Linked DNA regions of Hordeum vulgare: region 2 is linked to region 1. The links are chromatin contacts, called in public Hi-C maps. All regions are on one chromosome and are shown on one strand. Each heading gives the region's core, a stretch centred on a gene start, on an enhancer-like site or on the middle of the called end of the contact. The rest is flanking DNA. Distances are from core to core; before and after follow the strand shown. Region 1 holds the start of LOC123404329 (protein INAPERTURATE POLLEN 1 homolog). Region 2 holds the start of LOC123403231.

What was found. A called contact is a pair of places that touch in the nucleus more often than the background predicts.
Region 2: a contact with region 1 is called in a Hi-C map of seedling, with 2.6 times the contacts expected there. The contact joins the promoter of LOC123403231 here to the promoter of LOC123404329 in region 1. A contact is called at or near these places in 2 of 6 Hi-C or Micro-C datasets (leaf and seedling) and 1 of 1 datasets of contacts at active chromatin or transcription factors (embryo).

What each region holds. Positions count from the first base shown.
Region 1 is chr6H:415,977,497-415,984,668 of MorexV3_pseudomolecules_assembly, forward strand. It overlaps LOC123404329 (protein INAPERTURATE POLLEN 1 homolog), which reads right to left and starts at 3,891. Exons shown (of 3, transcript XM_045098252.1): 1 at 3,027-3,891. The coding sequence starts at 3,696.
Region 2 is chr6H:416,300,804-416,307,975 of MorexV3_pseudomolecules_assembly, forward strand. LOC123403231 reads right to left here and starts at 3,033. Exons shown (of 1, transcript XM_045097180.1): 1 at 1,817-3,033. The coding sequence starts at 2,740. The coding sequence ends at 1,895.

The DNA of each region.
Region 1 (7,172 bases), core at 2,641-5,140:
AAATGGATAGAAATGGATGTATGTGGAACTAAAAATAAGATTTATAAGATTTATAGAGTTCATACTAATTAGGAAAAGGTGATATTAAGGGAAATAAATGTATGTGAATGTCTGATGGATGACGAAAAGGTTGTGTGATGAATGAAAAGTAAGACATAAGTATACATTCATCTGAACTAAACAAGGGAGAAACATTTTTTTGTCAGGCTATAGAAAGGAAAACAACGTGCACTCATTGTTCTGTCAATAAAATCTTAGCCTTTTTCTTGAGGTTAAAGCAGAAGAGAATAATATGGACATGACTTCTGAGAGACCTGTTATAGTAGTCTAGATGTACAATTGCCAGACTGGAAACAACAAGAAACCTAGAGGGCATCATTGCTCAAGAATCAAGAAAGCCATGCAACACATAGTGGATCGGCTATGCAAACATTTGGATCTAGCGATGCATTTTGGAGAGCATTATGCAACCCAACAGTGCTATATCCTCACATGGAAACACCAAAGATACTGTTCTTTAGACAATAAATATATCCTGAGTTTCTTTATGTACAATTGTATATAGCCAGGACTTCCTGTTGCTTTGGACCTAGCTCAGATTTTTGTTCTCATTAGTGTCTGTAAGCGAAGTTCTACACGCTGTACCTGGTCTAGTTTCTCCGGAAATAGTTATCCAAGCTAATGAAGTAATTTTGTAATCCCTCTTAACTTAATGTAAGACGAACTGCAAAAACGTCTTACATTAAGTTACAGACCCCCAACGGTTGAATTTATACAACCATAAGTTCAGTCTTTGGTGCATATCCAAAGAAACAATGCAAACTGCTGAATTGTATCCAGTGGTTAACTGACTTCCAGCTGATATAAAAGATACCATTTCCAGGGAAGGTGATTGATGTGGATATATTCCCACAGCATAGCAAAGTTATGACTGATTACAGTTTGTGCTCGATCAGACATGTCGTTATGTGGTTGTAAAGTAAATGGTGCTATACAATGAAGTGATAAGTGCACTTACAGTTATAGTTTGTATGCATACCTAATAATCATTGATATTATCAAATAGTAGGTTTCCAAGTATTTTCTTGCCATCTTGGCGACCTAGCAATTAAGTGGTTTTGGTTCACCTAATATGCAATCTCTTATCGACCTAGGCAACCTTGATCTTAACAACAAAGGGGCCAAATCCTTGTTACCGTTAAATTTACAAGTACACTCGCCTATCATAATCTGATGTAAACCTATGGAGGTTTGGACTTGAAGAATGCCAAAAGATTTGTTTATCAAGAAAAACATAGCAAATGATTTGCAGAAAAAATCTTATATACCAAATAAAACTAGCAAAAGTTGAAGAAATACAAAAATCTTAATGTCAACCTTTGACCCTTTTTGGCAGAAGAGTGTGACAACTGACAACAGTGAACGACAGCATGTAGTTAAGCTGATCTTCACAAGATTCTAGTAAAGCTATTCTTTACAGGACGTCCTTTTTCTCTCCAAAGCTTCGAATGCAATATAAACAGTAGTTACAAAGTTAGACTTTGCTGAGTCATATAAGATATAGTACATGACTAAATTAAAGTATCACGGGAGCATTGAAATTAGATCATTAAACAACCAATTCACCAAGTGCTGGTTCTGACTGGTAATATTAGCAAATGGTGATGATTACCTGATAATCAGATTGTTTTTCTTTACCTTTTCTTCATCCAAGTAATAATCAATCCAGTTAGGGTCTCGGCCATTAGAGGCACAAATAATTGTTCAAGCCCAAAACCACGCTAAATACATTGAAACAATGAAGTTCAGACCAGTCACATGCCTTTAGATGCAAATTTATTGAGTTGGGGCAATGGCGCAACGCCCTTACACAATTTCGTCCAATAATCAGTGCATGATTGTTTCTAACTTCATTACTCGCAGGAACAACATTCAAAGATTTATGACCATTGCAGATTAAACTTAGTGGCAACTCTGCCTAAAACATAATGAGTTGGCATCTTCCTACAGTGTTCATCTAGCTATCATGCCAAGCATTTATTTTTCCTACTATCTAGCATAAGGTAAGTATATAACCAGGTAAAAAAATGCACAGAGACTAGCATAATGCAAGTGAACATTAGGAGTCATTGAGTAAAAATTACTGTCAGAAGATTTACGTTTGCTAACCAATTACTGACTAAACTTTGGAAAAGAAACTAAACAGTGCGTGTCACACCTCATTTTCAGACACCAAGATGCTAGTTATGACTTGGGAGGGCAGAGTACATCTCAGGTAAAAAAATTCACAGGAAAGCAATCTGATGTAAAAGTCTGTTAATTTTCAGCAAACTATTTGATAGGCAAATTACTATCACTTTAGTATAAACCAACTATTTTATCACCAAAAAGATAGACACGAGCAATATACACGGTAAGAATGATACCTGTGCACACAATGTGAACAACACAATAGTACCAGCATTGTTATGTAACAAATCATTTTTAAAGGATAAACAACAGGACATACAATTTTTGCCAACTTTTCTAATCTGAAAGAACCAAATGACGAACAATATTTAGCTAAACATCAAAAGAAGATGAAACAAGCAGCAGACATTATTTCTTCATTGTTCATGAAAATCCAATTCCCCTGCTGCTAACATTTAATCAATCCTATTCAATCCATCCATAACTTCAAGGGATAGTTTGGAAGAGAATTAAGACTCCTAATGCAATACCGTAAACAGCTTCAGTCACAAGCCATTCCACCATTCCAGACTTTGCACAGCGTTTTCCTCGCACATCTTACCATATACTCCAAGGTCCAGCATTTCCGTTACAAAGAAGAAGAATCACAACCAAACATACAGAAGAACGCAATTATTTTCTTGGCATTAACCCTTCGTACATATTAACGTTGTCTCAAAAAAAAATTACATGAAGCTTCATTAGTATCAATTCCTCCCGGAAACCAAGATTTGCACAACCCAAAGAACTCAAGAAACAGAATATAAACTAGCGAGCCAAGAAGAGGGGTTAACTACCAGGCGAGGGGCGACAATGGTCGAAGCGGCGGAGCACCTCCGGGTCGTGCATGGAGAGCACGAAGCGCGACAGAGCTTCGAGGAAGAGAGCCGCCTGGTGCCCACCGGCGGCAGCAACGAGCTCCGAAAGAACGCCTCGACGGAGCCGATTAGCCTCGAGGGCGACGTCCTTGAGCTCCTCCAAGAACGCCTCCAGGTCGGCCCCACCAGCCACCTCGGCGGAGGTGAAGACCTCCTGGGCGTGGCGGAGGCGGTCGGTGACGACGGGGACGGCGGCGCGGATTCGGCGGTCGACGCGGTCGGCGGAGGCGAGGAGCCGCGGCGATGGCGATAGCGATCGGAGAAGGGAGGTGAGGAGGGAGGGGTGGAAGTCGCCGAGCCAGAGGAAGGGGAGCTCCAGGGGCGACCGCCAATCCCCGGCGCAGATGACCTGGGCGGGGTCCTGGCGGGCGGCCGAGTCGAGGGCGGACCAGTGCGCCTCGAAGTGGGCCTCGACGGCAGCGGCGGCCGAGGATATTGGGTCGTTCCAGGAGCCGGGGGAGGAGGAGAGCGCGCGGCGGAGCAACGGGAGGAGCGGCGAGCGGAGGGTGGCGAGCCAGGCCGCGAAGAAGTCCCGCATCGGCCGCCTGGCGCCAGGAGCCCCTCGGCCTGGCGGAGGAGGCCTCGGCATGCTTCTGAATGCGGAGGCGGCTGCGCTGGCTCCACGGTAGGCGGCGGGGCCGGGCGATTGGTCGGTTGTGTCCGGTGGGGTTTAGCCGTCGTCCGTCGCCGCCGCTGGGAGGGAGGGAGGAGGAAAGGACGGAGGTGGGCTGCCACTGCAAAGGGTTCTCCGTCCTGGAAGGAAGTTTTGGCCCGGTCCAGTGACTTCGCGGCGCCTGTGTTTCACGGAGGGAATTCATCCCCTTCAAAAAAAAGTCCCAACTAAAAAGTCTCTAGTCTTTATCCGTTTGTTTTCATGGACTAAATAAAGACTAGAGGTCATTAAATAACATGCAAAAAGATCATGATACCCCTAGTGATGTACTAGAAGTTATTAAATGACATGCTAAAAGTAGGGGCATTGTTGGAAAAAGTGTCCAAAAAATCCCAAAAAGACCCTCCCATAGGGACTTCTTCCTTTAGTCCCAAATACCCTCTTTTAGTCCCTAATAGTCTCTCATGTTTGTTTCACATGGGACTAAAAGGGACTTTTTTAGTCCTTACACCAAAAAATCCCTCGAAACAAACACCCCCTTCATATGCTTAAAACCTGTTTTTTTTAAAAGAGTCAAAACCTAGCGCTCAAGAAGAAAAATATATTCTTCCAAAGCTTTTCTCGAATTCTTCGTGTGTCCTAACGAGTATTCCCTCCGTTCTTAAATATATATTTTTAAATCAACTACACATGGCATACGAAGTAAAATGAGTGAGCTTACATTTTAAATTATGTTTATATACATATGTATGTAGTCCGTATTGAAATCTTTAAAAAGATAAATATTTAGAAATGGATAGAGTATATGAGAAAACACATTTGCAAGACACAAACTGCATGCAAATACATAAGATTTTAGTAGTGAAGCGAGGAAGGAAAATTGTCCTTCATACAACACTTAGAAGAACATGGTCAAAGAAAAAAACAATCATTTCTCTCTCGTAAGTTTACCGAGCCATAAAATTGCGAGGACACCGTTTCAACCAGCAAATGCTCGACGTGAGTTCCTAATGCATCATCTTATGCCACTTTCAATGTGTCGGTGCTAAGCATATTAAAAAGTTTAGCAACTAAGGCTTCCAATGCACGGGTGCTTAACTTGTTGGAAATTTTTTGTTTTTGCCACTCTAGATTTTGTCAATTTTTCTTATGCCATTCTAAATTTTGACATTTCACTTTTGCCACTCTTAGTTTTTGACAATGATCAGAATTGCCATTTCCAGGCAAAAACAAAAAATTTAGAGTGAAAATTGTGATAATTGTGAAAAGCTAAGAGTGGCAAAAAGGAAATAAAATTATATAGCTTTTGCCACTAAATGACAATTGTGATAAGGGAAGGGGGTTCCTAAAAGCTAAGAGTTCAACACTATGCAGCGGGTGTGACATGCGGTGTTAGAGAGGAGTGCGGGTGTGACTCGAGAAGGGAAGAGGGTGAGGGTTTTGTGACGTGGGACGATGGTGAGGGTTTACTCGGTCAGAATAATAATGCGCTTCGGAGGCGACGATTTAGTAGACACAACCGTGTCCGATAAGTGCCACCACGGTGTGAGCGGACTATTGTGATTCGTGTAAATCCTATAGTTGCAGATGTGTGATCCGTGGAAATGCGCTCTGGACAATCAGGACACGCGTGTCGCGACACAATGTTAGTCATCACACACGGTTTCAATCCGGAAAAATAACCAAGTTTGTAAATGGATTCCAAATTTCCTTTTTGTGTGACACCTGATTTTTTACCGCATTCAACAAGTTTTAAGGTAAGTCTAGCATTCTTTTTCCATAATATGCACAGTGTAAAAGAACTACCAACACTCACACGTATCTGTGCGTGCTATGGTCTCTGGGCAAACGGTTGCTAGTAGTAAATTGTATGGGAAATCTAAGATAAGCATATATTCCATCAACAAAATTGATTGCAGGTGAAGACTGCAATTACATTGTTCAACATATTAGTACATAAAATAAAGTCTCACTAACATCTTGATCAACACATAATAAACATACTCAAGCAGAGATATAAGACACACAAACTGGATATCTAGGATAGTGTTGGACATCATGACATGTATATATAACTCAATCCTGATCGTACCCACCAACAACGTAAACTTTCTCTAGGTACTTCTCATATGCGGCGTGCGTCACCCTTCGAGAATACTTCTACCTGACAAATGCGAAGTTAAGCCTTTGGGCGCATAACAGGGATCCAAAGTCCCCATTCCATGTTGTGATACGACGATTATGCGTTTCCGCATAGAGCTCCTTGAGCTTTTGTTTCTTGTTCTCCCTCACTAATAGGAAAAACCTTATATGTAGGAGCCTAGTAGTAGCACTGGAAAATACAACGCGTTGCTGCTACTTAGTAGTAGCGCTGGAAATAGTAAGCGCTACTGATAACTACAGTAGTAGTAGCGCTAGTTGCAGTTCCAGCGCTACTTCTAAATGGAGCCCAACTAGGCCATCCATAGTATCTGTAGTAGTAGCGCTTCCCTAGATCCAGCACTACTGCTAATTTCCATAGGATTAGCGTTGGACAGGAACAAGAGCTACTACTAAATGGGGCCCAACGAGGCCACCGACAGTATCTGTAGCAGTAGCGCTGGACTGTGAAAAGCGCTACTGCTAATATTCGTAGTAATAGCACTTCCTTGGGACCAGCGCTACTGCTACACGTGGGCAGCTTCATTTACACCCACACACACTCCCCCTTCTTCTCTCTTTATTCTACCTATCACCCACACACACACCATCTCCCCCTTCCTCTCCCATTTGCCCTATCTCCTTTCCTCCACCATAATTGCCCTTTCACCCACACACACACCCTCTCCCCTCCCCCCGGCTTTGCCCTATCCCCTCCTTTCTCCTTTCCTCCAACATTGTTGCCCTCATTTCACTCACACACACACCCTCTCCCCCTTCCTCCCCCCTTTGCCATATCCCCTCCTTTTTCCTTTCCTCTCTCTAAGTTCTCCACCATTGTTACCTCTCCATTATTTAGCCGTGCACAATCTCTCTCGGGATATATATAGGTGAGTAAAAAGTTGTGCATTTCAATAATGGGAATATGTGTGTTTGCGATATGAAGGGTTATTGTGTGAGTGACATGACCCGTGAGTTGCTTATGTTTTGCCGAAATGTCGATTTATTTCCGATTCGGCGAATTACGAGCAAACTCAATATGTCCTATTTTTAGGCAAGGTCGTGCCAAATTTTTATATGCATGCATTCTGTTTATGACCCTTTTGCTTGGTATACCTTGCAGTCATGAAGGTGAGTGGTAGGAAGGTGGAGTGATACTTGCAATCCGCGATTATGGACATGTATGAAAATAAACGGACTGGGATTAGATGTCGTGTACAAGATGCAAAGAAGGAGTAATTTTGGACCCTTTTGATCGTGGCATTTTGAAGGGCCACTTGTTGATCAATGGTTTCATGGATGGCTATACTCGG
Region 2 (7,172 bases), core at 1,783-4,282, 320 kb after region 1:
ATGTATGAGGTTGGCAGTTTCTTTGGAACCACATGTCAATTTCACAGAAGAAGAGAGATTTTACGGCATAAAAGCAGAATTTGTCTTCTCACATCAGGTAAATTTGCCAAAACAAAACGTTCGCTTGCCACCTCATTCCTAGCTAATATTTGTCAGATAACATTTTAAAAAAACATTAGTCTAGATTGACTGAAAATTTTTTCTTATTTTGTACATCAAATAAAACATCTCTTTCCCGGTAAGAGAAAAGATATACTACATGTCATCTCATTTCTTTTCATGATATTTCTATCATATGAACCAAAGAAGGCCCTAGAATGTGATGCCTGAAAAGTTTGTGTGTGGTTCAAATTCGAGCAGCTGCTCATATAGAGATGCTAGACTTGCTAGTCATGCCAGCAAAAACGGCTTTGATCTATATTATTAAGGAGCAAGGTGAGTTCTGAGCTGCTGTCTCTAGCTCATTCTACGACGCGATTGGAACACGGAATATCAAAGAATCGAGAAAAATCCTGGTCCTCTATACGGGCGTTCAAACATTTTCGGGGAAGCAAAAAGCTATTCGTGCATGGCCGCAAGTTTGCGAGAAAGCTACGCTTGTGATGATGTCGAAAGTACAGCACCAGCGGCCGGGATAAGATGCAATCAGTAGCATGCACGAAGCAAGAACTGGCATATTGTATGATTTACAGGTCGTGGAAAAACGAGAAGCTGGTAGTGAAAGGAAGGCGCCAAAGGTACGTAGTAGAGCAATAAGCATGCGGGTATACGCACACGTACTCATTGTTCCCTCCAACAGAAAAAACGGAAATTTTATAGTGATCATCGTTCAATCGCCTAGGCTATATACTTAAATCGGACGAAGACGATGTGTTGCGTCCCATACAATCCTTCTGAAGATGATTGATTTTGGCAGAATACGGGTCTGACAGGTCTGTCCGTATTCAAAGATCGTGTGTGTGTGTATTGATAGTATGGTGCAGAAGTGCAGTACAAAACTTTGAGAAGATGCGCTGCGATGTTCGTCTCTGATTATACTGCCCATGCGTCGTGCAAATCTGGTTCCTCGTGGTTTCTAATTAGTATTTCATGTGGCATGTACGAGTAGTACAGAAGACCCCGCAGAAACATTAACCATATATTCAATTTAATCCCGCAAAGTCAAACAATTGGCAAGGAAGATATTTATAAGGATTGCAATTCTCCAAATTTACAAGAACTGGATCGTGTAATTTTTTGGCAAATACGAGCAGTACGGTAGGTCCTCGCAGGCGACACAAGGCCACCCTTTCACCGTGACCAAGACCTGAAAAGTTGTTCTCGTAGGCCGCTGCTCGATCCATGCATGTAGATGTAGGCAGATAGGAAGGAGCGTGTAGAGACATCACGTGGTGAACAGAGACGCCTGAACTGAAGACAAGACGAGCAGTGCCAAACGCAAACGACTCCTCAGTCCTCACAGCCTGATCAGCCGCGCATTCAGCGGCACGGCGTCCCATTCCCAAACACACGCCGTCCTCTGATACGATGCGATGCGACGCCGGCCGTTCCATTCCCTTTGTCTTACCTCAAGACGAAAGCCTAAAAAGCCCCCACCCCCGCCTCCCCATCCAACACGACAACTCCGGGGAATAAACCACAGTGCCACAGTGGCCCGCTGCACTGCACGTACCCGCGCCAGGACGCAAGGCGAGCATGGCCACACTTGCACAGTACAGCACTGCAGGTACACCAAGTTCAGGGTGGTACACTGACTGTAGATGCCTGCCTTAAACCGCTAACCGCTGCCACCGGCGTGTGATCGGGTCGACGGGGATTCAGCGAGAAGAAATATATGTATGCATAGTTTATGGTTAACACGGGAGGGAGTGCCAAATTCAATATTAGCGGTTTTTTACAGCTTGTAGATGATGAGGAAGCAGGGGAGCACGGCCCGCCGGTCGAACACCACCAGCTCGCCCTTGCCGCCGCGGACGGAGTCGTACTCCTTGGCAGCGGCCTCGCCGGCCACTAGCCCCTCCGCCACCCGCCCAGCGATCACCCTGCACAGGAACATGGCCCGCCGGCCGGTCTCCGGCCCGCGCCCGCTGGCGTGCGCGCCGCCGCTGCCGTCGAAGGTCCGGACGACGCGCAGGGACGCGCTGTCCGAGGGGGAGCACCCGTGCGGCGGGGCCGGGGAGAAGCGCATCATCTCGTTGCCGTCGGCGGCGCTGCGGGAGGCGCCGCCGGCCCGGGCGCGCACGCCGGCGCGGTAGTCCTCGAAGCGCGCCACGGCGCGCGCCTGGTTGTGGACGCGGAACAGCATCTCCACCTCTCCCGTGAACGCGCCGCCGACAGCGACGGGCGGTGCCGGCGGGAGAGGAGACCACGACGAGAGGAAGATGATCTCCACCACCTGCCGCGAGGAGTGCCCCGCCGGGAGCTCGGTCAGCGCCGGCAGCGGGCCGAGCGGGCCGGGAGGAGGCGACGGCGGCACCGACGTCGGTTTGGCCGCCTTGGGCTTCTTGGTCGCCGAACTGGTCTTGGAACTCGACTTGAGCTTGGGCTTGCACGAGGAGACGTCCCTATGGGTGTCGCCGGAGCTGCCGCAGCTCGACCGGAGGAGGAGGTGGGACTTCTTTGGCAGTGCCGCGACGGTGGTGACGACGTCGTCAGCCGCCATGGACTTGCACTGGAGGGACCGGACCCAGCTCGCCGCCGCCGTCGGACGGCGCCCGGGCGGCGGAGGCTTCTCCGGCATTAGTCGGCCGGCAGCGAGCTAGTGGCAAGGACGTTGGTGTTTTGTACTTATGACCGTGCTGCTGTGTATCGTCTCGCCGCTCGCTCGGCCGGGAGACTGAGTGAGGGTGGCGTGGTAAAGTAGAGGCGAATGCTTATTGTGGTAGTGTTCCTGTCGCTCGGCAATTTGTATGCTCCAAACTTTGCTGCCGAGGTAATGGCAACGCAGGTATAGATGCTGCTGCCAACTGGCCTGGTAGCGCCACAGTCAGTACTACTCGCTCCGTACCTAAATATAAGTCTTTTAAGATATTTCACTAGGTGTCTATGTACAAAACAAAATGAGTGAATCTATACCTTAAAATATGTCTATATACATCCGTATATAATCCATTAGTGAAACTCTTAGAAAGACTTATATTTAGGAACGGAGGGAGTACTTACCAGTATATAGTATAATACTCCCTCCTTCCGAAATTCATGTCGCAACAACATCTTTTTAAAAAGCCCCCTCAATTTTCCCATCGCATGTGGACAGGCCTCGATACAATTATGCCCAAATACCCATCTTTCCGTCGAATGTTAGCTCTCCATCATAATTATATCGAAGCCTGTCCACATCCGTTACAAACATTACCTTTCCAATGTTGTTAGTGTTTGTCACAGTGCGCTCAGGTGGAGGCTTTCCTGTAAGTACATAGTAGTTGTTCTTTAATCTTGTATGTCAAAGCATTTTTCGTCTATATGGACCATATTAGTCATTGGCTTGAATATAGCTCAGAAAGTTGAGATCCAATTGTCATCAAGCATGGACATACCAAACTTCAATCTCGCAATCTTGTCCTCTGGTTTGAGGTAAGGCTTGACAGTGTTTGTGATGCGGTTGAGCTCATTTAACCGGAACCTCCTATGTAGGATCGAGTGGGCCACACCGAGAGACCGTGCCAGAGATCAAATTGTCCTTCTTCTATTCAGTGGGATTGTTGAGGTCCTTGCAAGATCCAGTTCCTTTCTCTTTTGACCAGCTCTTCCTTTCTTCTTGTTGGAGACATCTACTTCTTGGCCCGCGACAATCTGCTTTTTGGCATCCGGCCAGATTCTTTCAACAGATCGTACATGTATGTTGAAGAGGATTGAGACTAGCAGCTTGTCGTCTGGTTAAACAGATCCATCTCTGAGCTCGATTACTAGCAGAGCGAAATAAACATCATGCCTCTCCTTATTTGACAATTCTTTTCTTTTCTGTTTACCTGACACACCTTCTAGACCTTCTTCATCTTCTTGAAGTATCCAATTCATAACTTCATCCTCTTCCTCTTCATCTTCTTGAGGCATCCAATTCATAGCTTCATTCTCTCCCGCTTGAGGCATCATGTTCAAATCTATACCTCCATCCTCTCCCTCTTGAGCTTCTTCATCTTCCTCTTGAGGCATCATATTCAAATCTATGCCTCCATCCTCTCCCTCTTGAGCTTCTTCATTTCCCTCTTGAGGCATCTATACCTCCACGGCAGCCAAACAAGAAATGCTACCATGGCACCATTTCTACAATTGGCTGCCATGGCTCCATTTCTATATTGGTTGCCACAAGCCAAACAAGTTCTGGAGCAAAGCTGAGCACACATTGGTCTAGCAGTTAAGAGAAGGCAGCAGCCTGAAACTAGTATATATTCACGTTGGGTAGGGTGGGTCATAGTCTGAGCATATTTACTGAATGTGCATAGTCTAAATGTGCATAGCCTGAAGAACACCTAGCGGCGCCTCGCCCCTCGATGACTTTGGTCTTGATTGACGATTAAGAGATTTTGTCATAGCAAAGGATGTGTTTTCATTGCGGAGGCAACAACTGCTACCTCTCTTATCTGTACGACCTCATCGTCGACAATAGTCATTATCAGTTTACTGTCCATTTTTCTACTCTTGTTGGCAATAGTCATTATCAGTTTACTGTCCATTTTTGCCTAGCATTCAGAGTATGCACATGCAGACTATGCACATTCACTAAATTTAGTGAAATTCAGAATATGCACATTCAGTTATCTTTTAACCCATTTTTCTGTCCATTCAGTTATATTTTCACTAGGAAAATCTGTGTAACAAATTACAATTTACTGTCATTATCAGTTTACAGTCCATCCTAATTTCAAGTACAGATCAGACTGTACTGTACTTTCTCAATATTGTGCATATGTACATATTGGAAAATTCTAATTCAATTTCTGAAATTTTACATTATTGGTCATCCTAATTTTACATATTGTGCATATGTACATCTTGGAAGATACTGCTCCTACAGATACTACTGCTACATATGATACTCCTGTGTATTGATAAATTGACATGCCGCTCATAATCGGCTTAGCTGATCTCCACTTGATCTGCAGGTGAGAAGTAGAGGATCTGCTGCTCAGTGAAGTGCTGGGCATGGAGGAGGAGGAGCACCTGGTCATGGAGAGGAGGAGTAAATCACACGACAGCTTCGGCGGCAATAGAGGAAGCGAGCAGAAGGGGAGCTCCGATGGCAGCTTGATCCGGGGAGCAGCAGCATGAGCGTGGCGATACGAGAGAAGGAGGAGGACTAGTAGCAGGAGCTCGAACGTCCAAGCATGCGCGGATCTTGATAAGGATAAGATCGACCAGATCTTGGTGGTGTAGGTCCTGGGCGACAACGGGGGAGGGGATCGCGGCGGGAGTGGATCACGGCGAAGCACATACTGGGCGGCGGCGGCACACGTACTAGGGGTGGAGGAGCACGTACTGGGCGGCGACGACACACGTACTGGTGGCGGAGGAGCAGGCCTCGGGGAGCGCACGCGGCGAATTGTTCGGCGACGGCCTTGGCCGGACGCGCAGAAGCTGGGTCGGGCGGAGGAAGACGGAATGACATTTTTGTAAACAATTACTCCGTCCGTCTCAAAATAATGTGTCAACTTTATACTAGAACTAGTTTGAAACAATTATTTTGGAACGGAGGGAGTAGAAGTTATAAGTTTTTTTGAAAAAATACATTACACTATGCTTGGGACATGAATTACGGGCCGGAGGGGGTAATAAGAAGAATTAGAGTCATGCGAGAACTTAGCTCAAACCATTAAGGGCCAGTTCTTTTGAGCTATGTTGTGGAAATAAGCTGTTGTGAAAATAAGCTGAAAATAAGTTGTTGTGGAAATAAGCTCGAGATAATAAGCTAGCTAGTTCTTTTTAGTGTCTGTTTTCTCAGCTTATGTGTGGTATGATCAACGAAAAGTCTGTAATGCCCTTAGGTTATGTTGTTTGTTCGGATTAAATGATATTGCGCTATTATTTATTATTTGGTTGCCCATATGAATATAAATTCGACTTTGAAACACCACAACATGTCATAATCGAACATAAAGGAGGATCATTGTGTGACATGCGAATATCATACAAGCATCATTGTCTCATGTACGAGTACGATTACTTGAGAAGAAGTACTCAATAAAAAAGATCTTTAAATTATTACATGATCCTCCCAACAAAAGCATAACACCTTAGAGCTAAGCACCAAAGGAAAACACTTGTTCCTCTCTTTGTTTAGAATATAATATGCCATTGTAACAACACAAAAATCAAGTTCCTCCTCGTGTTCCTCCTTAACACAGATGTCCATCTGTCATATAAACAACACAATAGAAATACCGCTACAAATTAATTCACAACACAACAAATATTTATAGCAAATAGGTTCACAATAATACAAATTAGTCCAAATCAATACAAATGAGTTCACAACAAAGCAAATAGGTTCACAACACTACGTATGAGTTCACAACAAAGCAAATGGTATTGGTAATAGGATCAAACTCAATGCGTGTTGCCTTTTGGGTTAATGTCTTCCAAACAATATAATCTTTTTTCAGCACATCCCACTTATTTTTGAATTTATTTTTGCTATATTATCTCCTCTTGCGCTCAAAAAACTTTCTTACCATATTATCATATTCAAATGGTGTCAATGTTCCTTCTTTGCCACGGTTATTGGCATTCAGTTCTTCCACACATATATCAATGAAAGTTATGAGGCCAACGTTATCCTAGTGTGCTTTCATCTATTTTTCATCATGTCAATACAAGAGAATTGGAATAATTAATATGTAGTACAAACAATATGTACATTTCTACCATATCAATACATCTATATGAGCTGCTCACAGGAGCAAAAATCTTCCACACAACCTGTATCAAAATTATTTCTTCCATATCAAGATTATTTATTTCATATCAACACACCATATCAACACAACTATATGAGCTGCTGGAGCAAATCCCATACATAAACTACACAGGAGCTGCTCACCTTGTTGCCTCATGGCCAGGACGAAGGGAGGGGGAACGGTGGTGGGGCGCCGACGGAGTGGGTCGCTAGAGGGGCCAGACCGGGCCACAAGCTCGCGGGGAGTGAGGGGGCGTCGGCGGAGTGGGTCGCCCGCAGG